Linked DNA regions of Hordeum vulgare: region 2 is linked to region 1. The links are chromatin contacts, called in public Hi-C maps. All regions are on one chromosome and are shown on one strand. The core of a region is the stretch at or near the end of the contact, and the rest is flanking DNA. Distances in the headings are between cores, read along the strand shown. Region 1 holds the start of LOC123426979. Region 2 holds the start of LOC123430409 (protein DCL homolog, chloroplastic-like).

Region 1 (6,606 bases), core at 2,739-5,238:
TGATTTAGATTCCAAGGATGTCTTTTTCATCAATATACTCTTTCCAGTCTGGTGCTTTTGAACTCGCTTTAAACCAAGTGCATTCCCCAAGACCAAAGGTGCACCATTAGGCTTGGATAAAATTCTGATTTTTATGCCATTTGAATCAACATAGACATCACTATCTCTTTCACTATCTTTTGCTTCAGATGGTACCACTCGTGGGCTTCGGTTCTTAGTGCAAACCTCCTTGTTCACAGTTGGCACAGGCAATTCGATAGCCCAGTTAGTGCCATTCCTCCGATCAAGGTCATCAAGAGTGTATGGAAGGGCTGTCTTGTAAATGTCCACCATCAGTTGCATCTTCCTCTGCTTCACTTTTGGCTTCACAATAATCGTCTCTACGACTGGCTCGGCATTAGAAACAGCATAAAGGCACTGATCTATGTGTGCATTCAAAGTGGTATTCGATGGAGATGAGAAGACTTTGCATACAGGACAGGTATTTGAAGCCTTTGGATTCGAAACCGAGCTAGAGTTGTTTGATAAATCTTTTCTCTGACGGATATCTGTCATAGAGCCTGACTTGACTAGCAACTTGCCCTTCTTCTCTGAAGTCTCACGTGATGAACCAAGACTTTTCACTTGACAATAGGGTCGAGCAACCTCTGTCCGTGAACTTCTTTTGCTGCAAATATTATCTTCCTGATATGCTTGTATAGCCTCACTAGTATGGCCTGGTTCATTTACATTTCCACCTTGGTCAGTAGCAGTCTTCCCTTGGAGTGACTCGTCTGCTGATTGACATGACTGGAGGTTGATACCAGTTGTATTCACATTTGTCAAACCAGCTTCTCTAGCTTTTACCAAATCAACAAAAGCATCTGCTTCTGGGCACACAGCAGGCTGCTCAGAGTCTACGCAAGTATAGAAAGACCTTGATCGGAGCAAATCTGGAGGCTCGAATGGAGGCAGTAAATCTTTAACTCCACGCTTCAAGCAAAGTTCCAGCGACTGCGGGTGGAAAGGCCAACTTCTCTTGATGCCTTTACTCCTCGAATCAAAAACATAATCTCTGGGAAGATAAAACAGACGCATTAGCATAAAAAAAATACTGAAAACATGTCCTTCGAATGATTTGGATGAAAAACAAATTTCAATAAATTTTGTTCAAATGATTCGGATTAAAATTGAATTTATGTTTAAGATGAATTAATGACCAAGTAAGCCAACCTGAACTATAATACAAATTTCAAAGTGTCACGGTCGCAAGGGAATTTATCTTTCTTTAACAACACAGCCGCACCTTCCTCTTTAGAATACCGTAAACACTGAAACACTTGGAACGAGGTGGTGGGTGTTTAGACACTGCGACTTCGGAAGAAAAAAGATAAGACTATACAGAGCCTGACAGAAGAGGCAAGTCCAAGAGTCCCCACCCATTTCTCACATGGACGCTGGCTATCCCACAAGAATCCCACTACCGCTATCAGCTCGCTCTAAAATAAAACCAGCTGTGTTCCTTTGTGGCGTGTTCGCCATTGGCACTTGCCCATAGCCGCATGCGAGGAGACAGACCAGATTGCAATCTTTCATCACACCGCACATGCAAATGAGCAACATACCAGAAAATGGCACGTAGTCTCCAAGGTGTTTTTGCAGAAACTACTTGTCATTAGGGATGCCCAGTGGCGGAGTCAGCTTGTCGGGCCGGGGCAAGGTCTGATAGTTGCACTCTCGGTGAAAGAATGCCCATAAGAACTGACGTTCAAACCCTCACGCAGTGATTATACTAATGGAGACTCCTCCGGTGGAGCAGCTGCACAAGCTGGCCGTACTGTGGCTCCGTCACACGGGATGGCTTTTCGCACATCCACCGTTGGGATCTGCTCCTGCCTGAACAACCAGCTGAAGAACCAGCAATTCTACGGCACCCACACTTCCCAAACAAGATTCAAGAATGGGTGTCTTATTACGCTCTCAAAATACGTCATATACATTAATTTGCCATCACATTTAATAGAATCCACCACACCGCATCCAATAGGCTAACCCAGTTCTTGCTTTTACCCCCACACTACTAACCAGAAGCACTGACACTTCTTCTCCAGTAAATCATATATGCCACGTATAGTATCCAAACGGCTTCAGTAATGGTCAGCTGGACTATGTCAAAAGGAAGAAAAACGAGAGGAAAACATCAACAAGGAACTACAATCACCCTATCTATTTACAGCATAACATCACTAAGTAGGAAAAAAGATAAGAAGAAAGAAATAAAAGGAAACGTTAGCTGCAAACAGCTGTCAAATTAGATTCCTGGAACAAGGAATCCCTTTTGCATGTTTCAGTTTCTTGGATCCTTTCCCCCCACACCCACAGCCAACAGCCTCATCCCATAGCCAGTCAGACACCCACCACAACAACACAGATTAACCCCATGAAAGCAACAGTGCACGCCCAATCATCGATTCCACCCCTCAAAGCTGCACCCAATAATTAATCCGTGCCTTTGGAAAGACGCAAATCAACCATTTTAAGAAGATGATAAACGGAAAGACGCAAATCAACCATTTTAAGAAGATAATAAACCCCGAGCTGCTAAACCATATCAGAAGGTACTAAACCAGTAATCAGAAAGGTCCCTCTTATTTCTCACCTTATGGAGAAGGTGGGGCACGGTGGGACAAGATCCACAGGACCTTGGCCTGCCGACTCCGGCAAGTCGGCGGCGTGGAACGTCCCTGGATCAGCACCCACAACCCGGACCACAGACTGGGAGGAGCACGAGGGGCCTGAAGGATGATCACTTGGTAGCATCGATCTGGTGAATGTAACGAGGTAGTAAGTTCACCCGGTGGAAAGCAAGAACCTTTGCTTCCTTGGCTGCCCCCAACTACCTCATCAGGCACCTGCAAACAGAAACCAAGACCCATGTTATTTCATGTCCACCCATCAGACGAGCTCTTCTTGGGGAATCTATCGTGTCATTTTATGTGGAAGGGAGATGCAGGAGTGATTGGAGTGGAGAGGGGAAGAGAAGGGGAGGAATGGAAGACGGGTTGCTCTTAGATTAGTCGAAGACGAAACCACATGAAATATCAGTAGTCCCAAGCACAAGTGGGTTGGTGGGCAAATCAAGAAGTGGATTAGTGGGAAGCTTACACAGATCACACAGCTCCTGCAAGGATTCGCACAAAGCAGTATGAGGTAACAAGAGATGAACAGTTGCTAAGCACATGAGGTTAGCTTATCTGGTACTGCTTGGTTGATGGGGAAATAAATAGACAGAAAAATGGAGAAAGGGAGGGGGGAGGGGTAGTTTAACCAGGGAACATATGTGGTGGGAAATCAACACAAGGATTTTGCTGCATAATCTCGGCCTCTCTCTGGCCCAAAAGGGGATTTTTTTTTTCCTTCAGCCTGTGAAAATAAAGTAGCGCTACCTAGCTAGCAAAGCACAAAATTAGAAAGAAAGGGCATAATCTGCACCAAATCTACGAAAGGCGAGCAGGAAGCAGACCAAGAATCTTCTCCGTGTGGTTAATTATCAAGACCAACATGGGCATCAAAGGAGAAATAGCTAAGATCCAGCATGAACAGCGCGAGAAGAAGGAAATTATCCAAAAGGAGATCCACACACAGTCCACGCCCTTACCGTCGCAAGAGAAGAAGAAAGAGGAGAGCTGCACAGGGGGTGAGAGGCAGGAAAAGGAACTCACGGGTCGATCCAAGCGGAGAAATCTCAAGAACAGGCTAGCAAATCACGGCAAGATAGAGGAAAGTCCTCGCCTCTGCTCCTCAAGCCGCGCACGCGCGCCCGCGCCCTGACAGATCCACCCGGTGCCGGGACGCCGGGGCGAGCTGGGGAGGAGTGTGGAGCTCACTGGCTCAGTATGGGTGGGGGATTTCGATTTGGAAGGGAGAGGGGGACGAGACGAGAGAAGGGGGAGGGGGAGGGGAGAAGCGTGCGGAGTCAGACTACCACCTAATCTATCTCGCCTTCTCTCTCCTGGTTAGTAGTTCCACTCAGCGATAGTATATGCTTTTCTCTTTGACATTTCCACCCAGCAATGGTGGAGTGAGTAAAATTAGCGGTGATGTGAAAGGAAAAGGAAGAGAAGGAAACACCAACCACTCGCACACCGGAGGCATCTGGTTCTCAGCCAACCTAAATGAGGGGTCTACCACTAGACACTGGTAACTGCAGCTCCACGGAGATACGTACAACGTATACATGGGAGAAAATGAGCGAGAGAGCGCATATCATTTTTACCGTATAAGAGCAACTAGAACCGGTCGATCCGAACGGACTGTGATTTTGTTTGTTTTTTGTTCGTTCGGGTCGGTCTGCCGGACACGAACGTTCGTTTCTGTGTTTGGCTCGACGTATGCGTCCAACGCTGCCCCGATCTATTTTGACGGCGCATGAAAAAAATTCAAACATTTTTCAAAAATAAAAATAAACATTAATTAAATATTAAAGTCGGTCATGAAATCCGGCGAGAGTCCACGGGTCCCCATTATATTAATTAAACATTAAAAAACCTAAATTATGCGGCTGCCCTAGGTGTCCTCGTCGTCGACGTCGGGGACGGTGAGGTCAACCAGCATCGGCGCAGGGCCGGTCTAAGGGAACGCCGTGTTCCAGAGCGTCGCTGCCCGCGCCTCCCTCGTATGTCCCGCCGGTGTGGGTTGTGTTGGTGGCGGTGGCAGTGTAGCACGGGCGCGCTCCTCCTCCTTCATCTCCAGCCATTCCTCCTCTGCCTCCCACTCCAGCTTCATCTGTCGTGCGCCGTCGGCACGCTCCTCCGCCAGGTGCAACGCCCTCCAGTACTGGAGGTAGAAGGCCTCCTGTTGTGGTGTCGCGCTCAACCAGATGGGCGGCGCGCTGACCCACTCGCGGAGGCAGCCAGTCCACTGGTAGACCTCCAGCTGCGGCTCGCTCTTCGACGGAGGCGGCACGTCGACGGCGGCGGCGGCGGACAGCGAGATGGTCGATGGCCTCCGCGAGTTGTGCCTCGTATGTCGCATCCTCCTCCTCGGCCTTGTGCCGCTCTTCCTCCTCGCTATCGAGGAGCACGGCTGCGAGCGCCGCCTGATAGGCGGCTTCCGCCTCTTGGTCCTCGTCGTGAACAACTGGCTGGGGCGGCGGAGGGTCTGGTTGCACATCGCGCACACCGCGTCGGCGCTGCTCCTCATACTCGAACGCGAACCAGACCTCCCGGTGGGGAGAGTCGGCCACGTAGATGGGGTTGAGCCGCTGCTCCGGCATCAGCTGCCGCCGCCGGCGACTCACCTCCTCCGCGTACGTCCGCGCCAACCGTAGCACGGCCGGCACCGGGATCCTCTTCAGATCCAGATGCCAGTCGTGCGGAGGGTCATGTACAGGTACAGCAGCGAGATGCGGTGCTCCCAGCGCCACTTCGCTTGGTGAACCAGGACGTTGGTCCGCTGACGAGGCCGGCGGGATGATGATCTCGTGGCGAGCCCGCGGGGATGGACGGCGGGGGCCTTGCCCTTGTTCTTGCCGAAGAAGCCGTCCATGGCTGCTGGCTAGGGTTTGGTCACCGACGAGGGAGCAGAGAGGTGGCGAGATGGGGACGGAGGTCTGGAAGCAGATGAGGCCGAACCCCACTGCACGCTCGGATTAAAAAAGGCCGACCGCAGTCACTGACGCATGGGCCCGGGGAGGGCGGTCATCATTAATTCTGTTGACCGCGGATAATTGAGGCGGACACCGAGAGTGCGCACGCGCATGCGCTTTGCGTCCGCGCCGGCGTATTTCAGTCCCAAATTTGGGCCGGAAATGGGTCCGCGCGTTTGTGACAGCCCGATGCCGACGCCCCAGAAGATTCCCCTTTATTTCCGTTTCCGTCGTGTGGTTAGTTTTATTTGTTGCATCATCATTTAGTTTGCATCGTCGCATCATGCATGGCATCTTGCATCGTCTGTCGTGTGTGGTGTTTTGAGTGTGTGTGCTTCGAGTGCTCACCGAGTCTTAGTGCGATAGGAACTCTTCCTCTCTCTCCCTCTTATTTCGTTTTTTTGGTTTTGCTAAAGTTCCGTTTTAACCCCTATTTTTTAAAAAATAAAGATTCGTCTTCTTTTAAAGAAAATCATTTTATTAAATGTGGGGGAAACCCCTAGGTTTTGCTTTATTTTTTTCCTTCCTTATTTTTTTAAAACTAGAGACGCTTTTATTTATAAAAGGGGTTTGATTTTTTTATTCTTTTGTAAACGGGTTTTAATTTTAATTCTTCAAAAGGTTTTATTTTATTTCTTTTAAAAATGCCCAAACTATTTTTAAAGTTGGGGTGTATTTTTAAAGGAGCAAAGGCATTTTTATTTATTTATTTATTTATTTTCTCTTTGTTAAAAGCCTTTCTTTATTTAAAAAAAAGGTTTCTGTTTTAAGAGTTTTAAAAAAACCTAATATGGGGAGGGAGCAGGCCCAGCTCCCCCCTGCCCTAGCGCCCCGGCCCGATGCCTCTCCTCCTCGATCCCGTGTTCCTCGTCCTCCCAGCGTTTCCTCCCGATCCCCTCTCGTTCCCGTGCCCGCCGCCACACAGCGCCCCTCGCACGAGACCACAAAGGAGGCCCCGACCCCCATGGTTGACAGCCTTT
Region 2 (6,606 bases), core at 2,953-5,452, 320 kb after region 1:
TACTTACCGGCCTCAGCCAAAGACATACCGAAAACACCTAGGGTTTTGCCTCATCTTGCAACTTGCGTCGCCACCATAGTCTACCTTGTCTCGAACGCCGGCGTGCATCGGCGTGCGAGAGAGCGGGTCTTCGGAACCGTTTGTCCTTGCGATCATGCACCAAGAGATGACGGATTAGGTTTTTAGGAAGCGCTCTGCATGACTGCTCAAATTCATCATCACGGGTCGTCTATCATCCAAGTGGGGTGGTGCTACTCATCGTTGTCTCCATCGCTGACAACAAGACATCATCGCCAACATTATCATCAATATCGTCGCTCCTACAGCAGCTAACGAGCAATACGTTATTCGTGATCTGTTAATATCTCTATATGTGGTTGCTACTTTGTGTGAGATGATGATGTGCATATCTTGATGTTCATATCTACTTTACTAAATTGTTGCATGCTAGTTTTGGTTCTAGTCATGAATTGTTTACTGGAATTAATTATGGTCTTGCCTAATTTTCTAACACCTTGTGTTGTCCTAGAGGGGTCCAATGATACGACTTTGATAGTCTCAAGGCTTGGATAATTTTAGTCATCGTCCGCAAATACACGTGACGACCTCTGCACAGTCTCAAGCAAAGGATATTTTGGTTTTCGCAAGATCTTTGAGCATTACATACGGGCTTAAAACATCCAATAGCTTCAAGTGTAATCGGGTTTAGCATTTCTTTCATCACCCTAGCCAATGCAACATACAATTAACATTTTAATCTCTACACACATACCCAACAACACCTTTATTCCCCGCTCGACACCATCAGCGTTCAGGTTAACAAAGCCTTCCAACGTCACAACCCACCTGTGCAGATTCATGGAAGGCACCGAGGATTTTCGTCGGGGCCAACACAAAATATGACACTTCCAAGTCCTCAAGGAAATAAAGGTTGAACGAGAATGTATAGAGTGCATTAGTACTCATCCTCATGAATGATCTTCTGATGTGCTTGCTAGATCGCCCACACGGTAACCATCATTTTCACAAAATCATGATGCGTGAGGGTATCAATCATAGAGATTCTCCATTGCTTCGGATCATCCATCTCATTTCATAGCATGTGCTCAACAATTTCCTCGTCAAAAATATCTCAAGACACACATTACCATAGTGCAGTTCATAAGTGCATGACACGATGATACATTGGTAGCATGATATATGAACAAGTAACCGATGTAGCTTGATAAGTGCATGATACCACTTCTTTGATCCAAAGTCATTCCTTGGGGAAAATTCCAAAGTATATTGTACTCCTACAAAAATCCTGCAAAATTCCTACAATCCAAAAAGACCTAAATCATTGTTTCAAAATATCCGTACCTTCCGAAATTGACCTCCGGACTTTTGATGGGTGAGCCCCAACCCATTATGAAGAAAGGGCAGATCCTGACAGTGCATGACTTGGGTGCTCAATATCTGAGGTTTTTGCACAATCCTTCATGTCTGACGAGTAAGCAAGGCAAAATCAATCTCGGTGTCTCTGAAACTAATCCCATCTATGTACTTAAGCCTCCTTTGGTTTAAAAGTATTTTGTAGGAATTCGAATGACACGAATTTTGTAGGAAAAATCTCCTTTGAAGCCCTTTGGTTTGTATGAATGAATTCCTATTCATATGTAGAATAGGAACAAATCGTTTACATATCAAGGGGGGAAACAGTAGCCTAGACCTAATGAAGAAAAAAATCTATCCTAACTCCTAAGAATCAAGTGATATCTATTTTTCTATAGAAATTGAGACACATGTTACCACACTTTTTATGATTTTCTATTATTACGATATTCATGTCCTATGAACCAAATGAGGCCTTAGGAACCGGGGCAATCACTCGCTTCCGTACCTTACGCCCCCACCAAAACTTCCTACCATTGAAATTTTGAGTGAGAACACAATCCTCTTAGAAGTTTCAAATACGATTAGAGTAAGTTGGCGCAAACTCGATGTTAAGTGAGACGTAGGGTCGTTCCATTCCCGAGTAAGTTGGCACACTTAAATACCATTGAAATTTAAGTGAAACATAGGGTCGTTATCATTTCCGAATAGGGTCCGAACTAGAACCACCGCGTGTAGCTAAGCTTCACCCCTCGCTTGTATCCCTGATAGTATTGTCAAGATCATTTCCACGATAGGCCATACATGAAATAAATCCAAAGACACAATGGGTTGCCCCTGATGCTGCTCACGCTAAGCTGAATATTGATGGTGCTTTTCTCAAAGAGGACGGCTCGGCTAGTGCGGGAATGATTCTCCGTGACCATGAAGGTGCGATTATTTTTGCAGCGACGCGTGTGCTCGTTAATTGTGCCGATGCCCTGGAAGCTGAGATGGCTGCGATGGATGAAGGACTTGGACTGGCTCTCCAGTGGTCAAACCTATCGTTGGTGGTGGAAACACACCGTGCCGAACTGCTGCAATTGATTCAGTCGATGGATGTTGATAGATCGCGTTACGCGTACCGAGTTAGTGAGATCAGAATGGTCCTGGATCGTGAGAGGAACATTAATCTAGCTAAGATCAGTCGGCATGCTAATGTGGCTAGGCACACCCTTGCCTATATGGGACGGGTGCAACAACGAGCTACTTGTTGGCTACGAAATTTTCCCGATGATAGCATAGTTAAGTCTGAATGTAATCATCTCATTTGATTAATGAAAGTTCCTACCGGAGAGAGTAAGAGGGTGCTTGGATCCAAAAGACTTATTTTAGTCTGACTAAAAATAGTCTTTTTAAAAGGCTAAAATTTCAAGTATACTTGACTAAAAAGAGGCTAAAACTAGTCTTAGACTAAAAAAAAGTTAGTCAGAGGTACCCGTACTAAAATGTGGATTAGTCCCCTCTCTCCTCATTTAACTCCTCTCCTTTAACACAGACGAGTTCTGGGTTGAAGGTTTTGAAGGATAATAATTGTTCATTAACTTGATTTTAGTTTTTTTAGTATTTGGATCCAAACATGAATGAGGTTAGCAAGTTTTAGTCTCATTACTTTTAGTCGTGGGACTAAAACGTATCCAAGCACCTCTTAGCTAATGGCACAAGTTTTGGCACAAGTTAAGCCACGTATTTGATCATTACTTCTTTCCTCGTTGCTGATGGCATCCTTCCCACCCAACCCTGCACCTTGTTCCACAAACCTCCAGAACAAATTTGATTTCATCCATAAGCACGCTTGGACAATCCTTGGTAAAGTGGATGGATGACTTTGCTGAAACTGACCCTCTGAACCAGAGGCATCACAGTAAGCTGGAAACGACCGCTCAACACCTTCAACGCCCTTTTTCCTTCAATAAATCATCACATACGCCAGTCAAAAAAGAAAGTAGCCCAGCTCTGGACCAAGGCCCAAAGAAGCTGATATAAAGAAGCAAACATCTTCTCCGGATGCCTATCAAACATAAGCTGAGGGGCTCAATAATACTATAAACAAGGGATTTCAAAACATACATCATCTTTGCACCCACTACTAAATGATCAGCTAAACTAGGCTTCAGGTTCGCTTGAAATGTTCTCGTATAAATCGCTCCCCATGCGACGGATACTTCTTCCGGATGTACTCACGGAGGCACTTCTGGTAGGAGAAATCGATCCAGACGCCATCCATGCGAACGACGAAGAGGCATCTAGACTTCCTGAACTGCGGGTGCCTGTCGACCATGATGCCGTCAAGCCCGCAGCCAACCTTATCTTCCGCGCGTGGATGATAGGCCAGGAGCTTCTGCGCAACGACGGTTTCGTCCGCGGGACCGAGGCATTCGCCGTCTGCGTATCTGTCCGAGTGGAGGATGTCCTTGATGAGCTGCACGACGGGGCCGACGTCGCGGAGGATCTCGGCCTCCGCGGCCCTCCACGGCACCTGGGACTCGGGCTCGGGCTGCTTCGACAACGGCGGCCGCGCGGACTGGCGGGGCTCGTATGCGGGTGTGGAGCAGGACAGCAGGCGGCGGGGGGACAGCGCCAGCGCGGAGCGCGGTCCGAGGCGGGCGTAGAGGAGGAACGGTACGGCGACGGCGGCGGCGGCGGCCAGAGCCATGCCGCCCCCTTTGTGGTGGTGTGGGTGGATGGGTGCGTGAGGGGGTTGATTGGTGGTATCTATTCCGGGAAGAAACTTATCCCTGTGGCTACACAGCGGAGGGGACGGAGCGGGCACAGAAGACGGCCGACGGGATTGTCGCTTTGTTCGACGACGGGGACGGGCATGATGAATTTCAAAAGGAAAAAAAAAACGTGCATGTACACGCACCACCATACACGTGGGTGCCTCTCGTAATTTCGGAAGGTCAGTCGACAAAAGCTCAAGCCCCGGATCAAGCCCAAAATAAGCCCGATTGAGGTCCTCTTTGATTCATAAGTCCTATGACTTTTTTAGTCCCAACTTATAAGTCCTAAGTCCCTAAAAAGTTCTTACCTGTTTGGTTTCTAGGACTTAACAAGGACTAAAAGATCATATTACAACTATAAATCCCTATAAGTCCCTCTTTAAGAGTATTTTTCATAAGTCCTAAATACCCATTTTAAGTCTGTATAAGTTCCTTCTGTTTGGTTTGGATGAGACTTAAAAGGGCTTATAAGTTCTAAGTCCCTAATAAGTCCCTGTAACCAAACACCCTCTAAAGCAACTACTCGGCTCTACACGGTCCAACCGAACACGAAGCGCAAACATCAGTTAGGGGCCGTTCTTTTGAGGTGATAGGAATAAGCCACCGAGAAGCTGTGATGAAAATAAGTCATCCATTCATTTTAGGTTCTATCATTTTAGCTTATATCTGCATTCACTTTTGAATAGTGTGTAATACCCTTGATCACAAATATGAACATGAAAGTGATTTCTACGATATCTCAATTATGAACATCATTGTCTTTCATACAAATATCACAATTAGATGTGCGGAAAGTCAAACCTCAGTGTAAACTTGATTGTAAGAAAAAAAAGGGGCATGCAGGCAATAGCCCGAACACCTTGCGGGCGAGCTTGCCAACGCGGGAGCCGTCCCAATAGGTGGCCGATGCAAGCTTGATAGAGATGCATGGGAGAAGGCGAGCCGTCGGAGGTCCATCCGGTAGCTCGACGGACAAGAGGAGCAAAGACAAGAGGATGCTTGGAAACGAGAGGCATGGCGTCCGAGGCGACCGACGAGGGTGGGTCGAGTGGCAGCGGCGGCGGGGAGGGGCTAGCTCCATCCATGCCGTTGTTATCGAGGCCCTCCGGGACGGCGAGCGAGCGGGGACGGGGCGCGCACGCCCTCTCTCTGTCTCACGTCAAGACGGTGAGCGAGCGGTGGAGAAGCGTCGAGGGGAGGACATGCGGCGGCGGCACCCTTCGTCAGAGGAGACCGGTGAGGGCAGGTCGGTGGCAGCGGCGACGGGTCGAGTGGCAGCGACGGAAGATCGAAGAGTGGCGGCGGCGACGGAAACCTTATCGGGAGTTCGAGACGAGGGAATGGCTGCTTTCTTTTCGATCGGATTGGTGGGCTGGTCGCTGGTAGCATTGTGCAAGTAATTTACGCCAACTCCAGGGGCAACCGCATATACTGTTTCTGAAAGGACGTGGATGTCGCTTGGGGTTGAATAGGCGCTTTAAAATAATGAGGATTTAGGCTTGAACGAATACGGAATAAAACTAACGTTTAATTTGTCAAGCACAAAACTAAAACAACTAGGCTCATCTATATGCACCAACAACTTATGCTAAGCAAGATAAACAACTAAGTGATAGCAAGATAGTATATAACAAGAAACAATACGGCTATCACAAAATAAATTGCATAAGTAAAGGGCTCGGGTAAGAGATAACCAAGGCACGTGGAGACGATGATGTATCCCGAAGTTCACACCCTTGCGGATGCTAAACTCCGTTTGGAGCGGTGTGGAGGAACAATGCTCCCCAAGATGCCACTAAGGCCATCGTAATCTCCTCACGCCCTCGCACAATGCAAGATGTCGTGATTCCACTAAGGGCCCTTGAGGGCGGTGACCGAACCCGTACAAACAAGGTTGGGGCAATGTAACGACTAAGATGCGGCCCTTTCCGGTTTAGGGGAACGAGGCCCCAAAGAGGAAAGAAACGCATCTAAGCATTTCGCAAGCACGGTAACATAGCACATACATAATAATAGAATGACAATTAGGGATTCAACTACCATCTCATAAATAATATCAGAGTTTACATCACGCATTCAAACAAGGTAGTTCCGCTACGGACTACAAAACATGAGAAATTGCTATGCTACCCTGCATGCTTGCCCACGATCACGACCATGCCTCAGTCTTCTAGATAGTTCACGTACAGGCGGTCGTTCTCCTCATCGTACTGCCACGCCACCTGCGTGCCATCGGGATCACCTGCGTCGGGCGTACCTGTACCTGTTGGTGTGTTGAAGAAATCTGTGAGCCATGGGGACTCAGCAATCTATGACCTCGGTGCCAGAACTAGTCAAGTTATTAGGTAAGGAAGGTTCAGTGTTTAGGTTGTAGCATCCTAAGCATTATGGTGGCTAACTTACGTAGAACATGTATTGAAGGTGGTCTATACTAGCGATCGATGATTAGCTGATAAATAAGTGATCCTGA

What was found. A called contact is a pair of places that touch in the nucleus more often than the background predicts.
Region 2: a contact with region 1 is called in a Hi-C map of an unstated tissue, with 6 times the contacts expected there. The contact joins the promoter of LOC123430409 here to the promoter of LOC123426979 in region 1. A contact is called at or near these places in 3 of 6 Hi-C or Micro-C datasets (leaf, seedling and an unstated tissue) and 1 of 1 datasets of contacts at active chromatin or transcription factors (embryo).

The regions. Positions count from the first base shown.
Region 1 is chr2H:521,249,375-521,255,980 of MorexV3_pseudomolecules_assembly, forward strand. LOC123426979 reads right to left here and starts at 3,989. Exons shown (of 4, transcript XM_045110900.1): 1 at 3,702-3,989; 2 at 2,639-2,891; 3 at 1-1,054. The coding sequence starts at 2,799.
Region 2 is chr2H:521,568,880-521,575,485 of MorexV3_pseudomolecules_assembly, forward strand. LOC123430409 (protein DCL homolog, chloroplastic-like) reads right to left here and starts at 4,203. Exons shown (of 1, transcript XM_045114277.1): 1 at 3,297-4,203. The coding sequence starts at 4,069. The coding sequence ends at 3,527.